3 separate regions of the Sus scrofa genome follow, and all the other regions are linked to region 1. The links are chromatin contacts, called in public Hi-C and promoter capture Hi-C maps. All regions are on one chromosome and are shown on one strand. Each heading gives the region's core, a stretch centred on a gene start, on an enhancer-like site or on the middle of the called end of the contact. The rest is flanking DNA. Distances are from core to core; before and after follow the strand shown.

Region 1 (3,236 bases), core at 529-3,028:
TTTGTGGTGTTTGTTCTCTTGTACATTTTCTTCTTAAAGAATTTCATCACCAGCTTTTTCTCATAGTCGTCTCCTATCCTGCTGACTTGCTCTTCTACACTGTTAAGTCTGCTTATTACAGCTCCAACCATTGCTTTTACTTTGGCTATTGTGGTTTTAATTTCATGGTACCCTCTATTTATCTTGGCCTGTCCTTTAAAAGATGCAAGTTCTTCTTTTAATCAAGAATCAGGGAGTTCCTGTCATGGCTCAGTGGTTAACAAATCTGACTAGGAACCCTGAGGTTGAGGGTTTGATCCCTGGCCTTGCTCAGTGGGTTAAGGATCCTGCATTGCTGTGGCTTTGGCATAGGCCGGTGGCTACAGCTCTGATTAGACCCCTAGCCTGGGAACCTCCACATGCCGTGGGAAGTGGCCCTAGAAAAGGCAAAAAGACAAAAAAAAAAAAAAAAAAAAAAAAGGAATAAGAATCAGGTGTTGGGTTCTACTTTATGGACTAAACATATTTCAAAAGAGTACTTTTTGGCTGTAGCCCTTTATTTATTTTCTCATATGCCACATGTTTTTTTTTTTCCCCAGAGGATTTTTTTCTCTTTTGCTTATTCATCTTCAAGACTGTCTAGTTGATCTTTGTTGATGACTGGAAGTCCAGGCTTTCTGGATCACAGTGTCAGACAATCAGGACGCAGAATTTCCCACCCTTAGTCCCCTTTCCAAGACGACGCAGGTGACTCCAATGAAGTGGCTCAGAAGCAAGGGCTGGATCATCTTCTGTCTCATTGTCTTAGCTGTTTATCGAATTCACCTGCTTCAAGATTCTGCCTTTTATTTTCAACCTCTGGTGTTTGTGACTATTAAAGTTACAGTTGATTTATGTTGTGTTCATTTCTGCTATACAGCAAAGTGATTCAGTTATACATATATACATTCTTTTCCATTTTTGTGACAATCTCTGAACCTCAGTGCGTCTAACTCGTTTTCTCTAGATGTTAATACTTGTTTTTTTCGCGTTTCTACCTGGGTAAGATCCTGCCCATCTGTACCAACTTGGGTGCCAGTCTCTGAATCTCAGTGTTTTTCTCAGGGTCTCAACCCACTACTCCCGAACCCCTTACTCTGCTCTCCTTTTCTTCGCAGTACTTCGCAGACAACTTGAGTCTTCCTTCAGATCCATCGACCGTCCATCCATCATCTCCTGGAGGGTAGCTTCGAGGAGGGTGGACGCGCAGGAACGCGGTGACACTTGTTGAACGAGCCTCTGCCGGAGCGGGCCGCGTCCGGGCTTCTTGTCTCCGCCTCCCACTCTGGGTTTCACACTTTCTCAGGATGCAAATATCTCTCTCGGTCTCGGTCACCCTTCCGGCTTCTGTGCGGGTCTCGAGGCCTCTAATCTGTATGGGCCCCGGACTCTCACAAACCTGGCTCGGCGCGCGGGGGCGGGGGGAATCCGCCCCGGTCGCGCTCCTACTCGGAGGGAGCCGCCCGGAGCTTCTCTCGGCCCGCTGCCCCGCCCGTTCGGCCCCGCAAGCTCGCCCCGCCTCGGAGTCCTCAGCGTTTCCCCGCCGCCTCCCGCGAGCGCACGTGACCGCGCCCCGCCCCGCCGCTGCAGTGCTCCGCCCCCAACGCGCCTCTTCCGCCGGCCGCGCAGCCCTGCCCCCAGGCCGCGGGAGCCAATCCGCGCTCACGCCTACGGCCCTGCCCCGGCGCCCTCCTCGGCGCGCGCCCCTCCCTCCGCCCGCCGGCCCGCCCGTCAGTCAGTCAGGCGGGCAGTCGGTACGAGCGGTCGGTGGCTATCTACCTCTCCCGAGCGGGTCCCTCACTGATTCTTCCCGGCCAGCGGCGGCGGCTGCAGCGGCTGGGGCGCGGTCTCCCCGTTGGTGCAGCGTGGGCCGAGCAGCGGCCGCGGAGCATCGAGCCCAGTGCGGCGGCGGCGGCGGCGGCCCGGCAGCCAACATGGCGGCGGCGGCGGCGGGCGCGGGCCCCGAGATGGTCCGCGGGCAGGTGTTCGACGTGGGGCCGCGCTACACCAACCTCTCCTACATCGGCGAGGGCGCCTACGGCATGGTGTGGTGAGTGTCCATGCCCCGCGGCCTGGCCGCGCCCGCCGCCCTCCCCTCCCCCCCAGCCGGGCTCACCGCTGCTGCCCCGCTTGCTCTCCGGACCCCGACCCTGACCCCGACCCCGGACGCGGACCCAGCCCCTACCCCAACCCGGACCTCCGACCTCCGACCCAGGCCCGCTGCGCCGCCAACCGCAGCGGGGCCTCGGTCGGGGCGGGGCTGGTCGGGCTGGGGCGTTGCTCGGCGCGGGGAGGGGGCGGGGGGTGGACACTGGATCCAGGACCCCGGCCCGGGAACCTAGGCCCCCTCCGCCCCCCCCGCCCCCCTCCCCGGCCTGGGTGTGCGCCGCGCGGCCTGCTCTTCGCGCCGGGGTGGGAAGCCGCGAATTCCTTCAGATGCTGGCGGCGGCGGCCGCGGCGTGTGTGCCCCGCCCCGAAATGACCGTCTGTTATTTTCCTTCCCTCGCCTGCGTTTTCCACGCACGGCTTTCATCAGATACCTTCGGTGGTGCCAGCGGTGCTCTCCTGCGCAGGCTTTTGAAAAAGCATTAGTGGCGTCAATGTTTGTTTTGGCATATTTCATTCTTGATGAAGTTTTTAAATGGGTTTTAATATCGTACTGTCCGCGTTTTAGGAAAGATAAACCAGCATCCCTCTCTTGATTTATTAAGGAGTCATTTGGAGTTGGGCCTAAATTGGCTTCTTTTTCCTTTATCTCGCTTGAACTCTATTACCAGCATAAAGGCATCCAGACGTTTTAGCACAATTATTGTGGACTTTTACTGTCAATGCTTTAGTGGTCAATATGTATGCAGTCCTGGTGGAGTTCTTGCAGTGTCACATGCTGGTTCCCTCGTCTTGATGCAGATCCCTCAGAAACGTTTGTGGAGTGGAGGTGACGGTGTTTTTTTTTCGTTTTTTTTTTTTTTTTAAATTAGTACTAACTAGCTGTCTTGTGCTGATGAAGACTTGTGCAGGTGTGGACTCCCTTATACCTAAATCTTGTGAGTGTCTTTTGTGTTGAACGAAGGAAAAAAACTAATACTGAATGCTGCGTGGCAGGTACTGTGCTAGATATATTATCTCATTTTATTTGAATAGTCAGCTGGTGGGAGGGAAGGGCTGTGAGATCTTTCAGATGAGAAAGTATTTCTGGTAAAGCCAATTCCTAAGGTCAT
Region 2 (3,236 bases), core at 272-2,771, 110 kb after region 1:
CTGAGAAAATATATTTGCAATGGAAAACCAACTAAATGTTAAGGAGTTCCTGTCGTGGTGCAGCGGAAAGGAATCCGACTAGGAACCATGAGGTTGTGGGTTCCATCCCTGGCCTCGCTCAGTGGGTTAATGATCTGGCATTGCTGTGGTGGTGTAGGCCGGCAGCTGTAGCTCTGATTAGACCCCTTGCCTGGGAACCTTCATATGCCGTGGGTGCTGCCCTTAAAAAAAAAAAAGAAAGAAAAGAAAAAAGAGTTCTTGTCGTGGCACAGTGGTTAACGAATCCAACTAGGAACCATGAGGTTGCGGATTCGATTCCTGGCCTTGCTCAGTGGGTGAAGGATCCGGCGTTGCGGTGAGCTCTGGTGTAGGTCGCAGACGCAGCTCGGATCCCGCGTTGCTGTGGCTGTGGCTGTGGCCGGCAGCTACAGCTCCAATTGGACCCCTAGCCTGGGATCCTCCATATGCCGCGGGAAGCGGTCCTAGAAAAGGCAAAAAAAAAAAAAAAAAAAAAAAAAATCAACTAAAAGTTAATATTTAAAACAATCTAAGGAATTCTGAAATTCAGAAGAAAAAAGAAACTCAGTTGGAAATTGAAGGAGACCTGAAAGGCTTAATAGTTAATGAAGAGATGCTGACACTCCTTTGAGGAACCAGCTTCAAGACCCTGTGCGGCGGGCTTGTGGAAACATAGCCGCTCTCTAACAGTGAATCAGAGCTCACCCAAGCCACCGAGAGCCGTGCAGATACATTGTATCCTAAAAAGGAAAGAAGCTTCAAGGGTGCTACCATGTAAAAAATGGTATCTACACTGTGACCTCGACGGTGCGCGATGGTGGTGCTGACGACGTGATTTAAACACCAATCTAGGGAGAAAGGCTTTGGGACCCACACGAAGACCGCCAGGGAGGCCTGGGGGACGGAGTGCGGTTAAGGGGCAGACGGAGCTGCCGGGCCAAGGGCTTCCCGTCAGGCCAGGTGCGCAATCCGAGGCGCTCAAGTCCAGCGGCTCCGAGCGAACTAGAGGGGGTCTGGGCAGGCGACGCGGAGGACTCGCTCCGGGATGGGGTGGCCAAGGGGTCCGGCCAGGAAGCCCCACTCGCGCCCCAGGTTCCCAGTCCTCTCGGCCAACGCACGAATGTCGGGAAAAGCGGGTGACCGGGGCCTTTCCGGGGTGCGAAGTCCCCACCGCCCGAGACCCGTGCAGGCGGATCGCCCAACCCAAGGCAATCCGCGCCGGCGCGCTGAGCTCCTCATTGAGCCCGCCCCACCAGGCCCCACCCCGCGCCCCTCGACCCTCACAGGCTGGGTCCGAGGACGCGCTCCGCCGGCAGGCCAATGGGAGCGCGGCGCGCCCCGGCGCACGTGCGCCCCGCCCCGCCCTGCAGAGGGCTAGCGGGCCGAGCTACAGGAGGAGGCGCGCCGGGGCGGGGCCGGGGCTGGGCTGCGGCGGGGCCGGGCGCTGATTGGCCGGTGCCGCGCTCCGAGGCCGTTAACGGCGGCGCGGCGGGGCCGCAGCTCCAAAACAAAGGGCAGGCGGCCCGCGGGCGGCGGCGGCGGGGATGTCTCGCGCGCGGCCCAGGCGCCAACCGCCGCAGCGCGTCCCGGGCCGCGCCGGGCCCTCCGGAGAGCCGCGCCCGCGCTGAGCGAGGCCGTGCCGATGGGCGCTGCGGGCCGGGGCGCGGACCGGCGGGCGGCCGTGAGTAGGGCGGGCCGGGGGTGCTCACCGGGCGTCGTTGGGCTGGTTGGAGGGCGGCGGGACCGGGAGCGTCTCCCCCGTTCTCTCTCCCCCTGACCCGGAGAAGGGATGGAAGGAGCTCCGCGCCCGATGGTAATAGGCTTTTCCCTCTAGAAAAAGGTCTCGACTGGGGAGGGAAATGAGGACAAAAGAGGCCTCCCGGCGAGTTCATGGCAAAGGGGGCGTTTCGAGTTCCCCACGTGAAGGTCGAGGCCGAAGTGAAACGCTCGCCTTCGTCCACCACTTGTGGCACCACCAGGGCTCTGTGGGTGCGAAGCTTGCACAGCCTAAGCTCCCCAAAACCGTGGTCCCTCCCCCGGGCCTGCCTCCTGCGGGCGCTGGAGCTCTAGGGAGGGAAGATGGGACGATGCCTCAGAGGAATCAGTGTCCCCGCCCCCGAGCTTTTTCTGTTCGGTTGCATTTTTTCTTCCTTTCTCGCCGCGAAACACACCCCTCAACCTGTTGTTTCCTTTACCAGGAATGGTACTCTTTCTACCTTCCAGTCCCTCTTTCTGCTAAACTACCTGAGCTTACCTCCTCTGGGGATCAGTTTCAGGTGTGTCACCTGCGCACGCTCCAGCCTCCCCCCTGCTCTAGGAGATGTGGCAGGAGTCTGCTCCATCCCCGTGTGGAGTTTTGTAATCCTTCCCTGCTTCCCCAAGCCCTGGCCGTGGGCTTTGGTCTGAGGGGTGCTAATTCTGAGCCTTTGGGCACCCCCTACCCACCGCCCTCCCCTTGCATCCCACGGAGCTAGAGTTATTCCACGGTGGGAACCCCTCATCCAGGACCTGGGGAATCCATGTCTTACCGCAGCTGTAGCACAGGGCCTGGCCTGATTGGGCAAATGATCTTAATTACCAATCTGATTAATAGTCTCTGATTTTTTATTTATTGGAGTATAGTTGACTTACTGTATTGCTATATTAGTTTCAGGTGTACAGTAAAGTGAATCAGATATTTAAATTTATTTTAGTCTTTTTTTAGGGCCACACCCCTGGCATATGGAGGTTCCCAGGCTAGGGGTCCAATCGGATCTGTAGCCGCCAGCCTATACCACAGCCACAGCGACGCGGGATTGGAGCGGCTTCTGACACCTACACTACAGCTCAAGGCAACGCCGGATCCTCAACTCACTGAGCAAGGCCAGGGGTCAAACCCATGTCCTCATGAATGATAGGTTCATTAACTGCTGAGCCACAAAGGGAACTCAGATATATCAATTTAGATATTCATTCTTTGTCCCCATAGTTTTTCTGACTTTAAATATTGGTTTTGTTTGTTTTTTTATTTCTTGGGCCGCTCCCGCGGCATGCGGAGGTGAGGTTCCCAGGCTAGGGGTCGAATCGGAGCTATAGCTGCTGGCCTACGCCAGAGCCACAGCAACGCAGGATCCGAGCCAAGTCTATAACCTACACCACAGGTCACGGCAACGCCGGATCCTTAACCCACTGAGCAAGGGCAGGGATCGAACCCGCAACCTCATGGTTCCTAGTCGGAT
Region 3 (3,236 bases), core at 249-2,748, 68 kb after region 1:
GTCGCCACACGTTGGTACAGGGCTCCAGAAATTATGTTAAATTCCAAGGTAAGGACCAAGTTTCCATAAAAAGAAACCAGGAAGCAAAAGAACTGTGGACGTGAGTTACAGTCAGCCTTCCTCTCAGTAAGCCAGTTTCCACCTGGTCTGAGGCTTGGCCTCTCTGGCCAGGACCAAGGTGCTATCCCAGTTTCCTGTTCAGCACAGAACTTCTGGGCCCTGAGTTGTGGCCTTTCCACTGCAGCTGGGATAGTGCTGCTGTGTTACAGGATTGGAGGGTGCGCCTCTCCGATCACTGCATCCCACCCTTGGTCAGCTCTCCCCAAGTCTTGCCGGGGGCAACTTTCACTTTTGCGGTCATGTTCTCATAGCTGGGAGGGGTGGTGCTGCTATCGCTGGGCAGCCCTCAGGGAGGGACGCCCTGTAGATTCTTGTCCAGCCCAGAGAAAGAGGGGATCCCCCAGTGTGACTACGCATGGTGATCAGAAGTGTGAGTGCTGACCAGTGTCTCTGCACTGTTCACATCCACTGTCATCATAATAACCTCTGTGGCTTTTCTCCCTGTTTGGTTTATATGCTGCGTTGTTGCTTTAGTCTCCTTCAGTAGTTCCTCAGCTTTTCTTGACCTCGATGTTCTTGAAGGATGCGGGCTAGCTCTTTTTTAGCACATACCTCAGTTTTGTGTCGTGCATTTGGGCCATGAATAGTCTAGAGACCGTGTTTCTGTCCTGTCAAGGGGCACACCTGGTTTGTGTTAGTGTTGAGGAAGTTCACGTTAGTGTTTGGGAAGGTTGAACATCTTAAAACCAAATTATTATTTGTCTCTCCATGCGATCTTCATTGATTGCTGAATTACGAAGCCAAAGGAGAAGCTGACCCTCAGTGGCCCCTTGCCTATGTGCAGGAAGGTCCCGTGTCATGGAGAGCCACAGTCACACTCATCTTGTCTTTTTTCCCGCTGCAGGGCTACACCAAGTCCATCGACATCTGGTCTGTCGGCTGCATCTTGGCAGAGATGCTCTCCAACAGGCCCATCTTCCCGGGGAAGCATTATCTCGACCAGCTGAACCACATTCTGGGTAAGCTTTCTGAGCATGCTCAGCCTGTGATGGGCAGGAACTTTCTTATCTTCTTTGATGAGGGAAGAAAGCATTGGGAGGTGGTGAGAGGACTTTGGTACCAGGGTCCCTTCCGCCCCACTCCTGATGGGTGAGATTGCTTTACTTTGGCTTTGATGATTAACAGCTAATTATTTTATCTGATAGGTATTCTTGGATCCCCATCACAGGAAGACCTGAATTGTATAATAAATTTAAAAGCTAGAAACTATTTGCTTTCTCTTCCACACAAAAATAAGGTGCCATGGAACAGGCTGTTCCCAAATGCTGACTCCAAAGGTAAATAGGATTTCATTGATTATTTTTCTTAGGTTTAGCTTATATTTGTTTTCTTCAATAAAGCATGAGGTCACTCTGTAGTTATCGGATAATGCTTTTGGTGTTGCTCTTCATTGCTTTCCCCCGTTTATTTAGGAGTGGTGGCTACAGGCTAAGGGGGTGTGCAGGGGAGTGTCTTGTTTTCTGCTTTCTAAAGTCAGGTTTATCGTAGAGTAATTTACATAGAGTAAAACTCACCCATTTTAGTTGTGCAGGTCTTTGGATTTTAACAGATGGGTACAGTCCTGTAACTTCCACCACAGATAAGATATGGAGTGTTTCCATCATCCCCAGAAGTTGCTTCCTGCCCCTTTGTAATCAGCTCCCTTGCCAGGTCCCTAACCGTGTCTACTCTGATCTCTGTCCCAATAGCTTGGCCTTTTCCAGAATGTCATAGCAATTCAGTGATGTCATATGTAGCCTTTGATATCTGGACTCTTCCACTCAGTATCATGCATGTGAGATTTAAGTTTGTACTGGTGCCTGTCAGTCTCCTCAGCAAATGGTGCTGGAACATTTGTGTGCAATAAAATAAATAAATAAATAACATAGACCTAAATATAAGGACTACAACTATTCAGCTCTGAGAAGAGAATAGGATAGAGTCTTTGTGACCTTAAGTTAGGTGAAGATTTCTTAGATATGATACCAAGAACATGTTCCATTTAAAAAAACAGTGATACATTCGACTTTAGCAGCATAGGAATCAGGAGGAGGAGAGATCCTCAGAGAATCTGTGGGGTCTAAGTCATTTGAGTCTCTGGAGGGCAGTTTGGCAGTTGTGTCACATGTCTTTTATTCCAACAGTTCTGGGTATTGAACCTTTTTGGGTTTGCCAACCAAGTAAGGGAGAAGTGGCATTTTTGTTTTTCTTTAATTAAAAGTGAGGGTGAATATGAATATTTTTTCACGTGTTTGTTAGAAATTTTCTGACTGCTTAGTCCCTTGAACCAGTAGTATTGTAGATTTCTCTCCAAAATTACTCCAGTGAGGTGGAAGAAATGATTATTATTCAGCAGATGGTACTGGGCTAGTTGAATAGCTTTTTGGAAGAAAATCAGTTTAAATCATTACTCACACATCAAAGTGATTCCCAAGAGAATGCATAAAATACTTTTTAAAAAATCATAGTTTAAAAACTAACAATATTTGGAGTTCCCATCATGGCTCAGTGAAAACGAATCTGACTAGCATCCATGAGGATGCAGGTTCGATCTCTGGCCTCACTGAGTGGGTTAAGGATCCACCGTTGCCATGAGCTGTGGTGTAGGATGTGCCGAGAGAAGTGTGGGTCAGCAGGCAGGAAGGGGGATCCACGTGTGGGTAGAGAAGGGCTGAGAAGTCTCTCCCAGAGCTGCTGGGGGCCTCAGTGAGATGAAGAGTCTTGAGTTCTTGGCAGAGTGCTCCTTAGGCCTCTGAGGTCCCAAATTCTTCCAGGGGGTCGTGAGCTTAAAACCACTTTCTTAACAGCACTTGAATGTTTTTTACTCTTTCTCTCTGCCCACCTGCCTTGGAGCAGAGGGAGACTGCCAGCACCTGAGCTTTTGAGAGTCTGGCTCTGAGATCAGAAAGCTGGAGAAGCACTGCAGCGGTGGCTTAGTCCGCAAGGCGGCCATTCTCTCTGGCCCTGCTCAGAACTTCTAGTTGAGGATGGAGTTGACAGGTGGCATCCCTGACTTGGGATGGGATTGTTGCTGGGTAGGTGAGGTGGGCACTGCTAGTCAGGTGCCCCCCCCCCCGACCTAGGTTAGAGGGAGAATGTGGCATTCTGGGGGCTGTCAGGGAGTCAGGAGTGCTGTT

Evidence for each region. Promoter capture Hi-C pulls out the DNA fragments that hold promoters and counts their contacts. Hi-C and Micro-C count contacts between places; a contact is called where the count stands out from the background.
Region 2: a contact with region 1 is called in a Hi-C map of liver, with 1.7 times the contacts expected there. The contact joins the promoter of YPEL1 here to the promoter of MAPK1 in region 1. A contact is called at or near these places in 7 of 47 Hi-C or Micro-C datasets (blood, brain, liver and 1 more) and 1 of 2 datasets of contacts at active chromatin or transcription factors (alveolar macrophages).
Region 3: a contact with region 1 is called in a promoter capture Hi-C map of liver, with 2.8 times the contacts expected there. The contact joins the enhancer-like site here to the promoter of MAPK1 in region 1. A contact is called at or near these places in 1 of 5 promoter capture datasets (liver), 5 of 47 Hi-C or Micro-C datasets (blood, embryonic fibroblasts, liver and 1 more) and 1 of 2 datasets of contacts at active chromatin or transcription factors (alveolar macrophages).

Annotation. Positions count from the first base shown.
Region 1 is chr14:50,081,778-50,085,013 of Sscrofa11.1, forward strand. It overlaps MAPK1 (mitogen-activated protein kinase 1), which reads left to right and starts at 1,779. Exons shown (of 9, transcript NM_001198922.1): 1 at 1,779-2,068. The coding sequence starts at 1,953. PPM1F (protein phosphatase 1F) reads left to right here. Exons shown (of 8, transcript XM_021073287.1): 8 at 1,137-1,270. The coding sequence ends at 1,249.
Region 2 is chr14:50,189,120-50,192,355 of Sscrofa11.1, forward strand. It overlaps YPEL1 (protein yippee-like 1), which reads left to right and starts at 1,522. Exons shown (of 5, transcript XM_003132989.4): 1 at 1,522-1,699.
Region 3 is chr14:50,150,248-50,153,483 of Sscrofa11.1, forward strand. It overlaps MAPK1 (mitogen-activated protein kinase 1), which reads left to right. Exons shown (of 9, transcript NM_001198922.1): 4 at 1-48; 5 at 965-1,079; 6 at 1,266-1,397. Among named protein-coding and RNA genes, the nearest start is that of YPEL1, 39 kb to the right of the region's middle. Within about 2 kb of position 1,499, at least 2 of the 83 cell types and tissues checked have an H3K27ac peak or open chromatin away from gene starts, as enhancers often do. A contact at or near this core is called in liver, where this site is marked.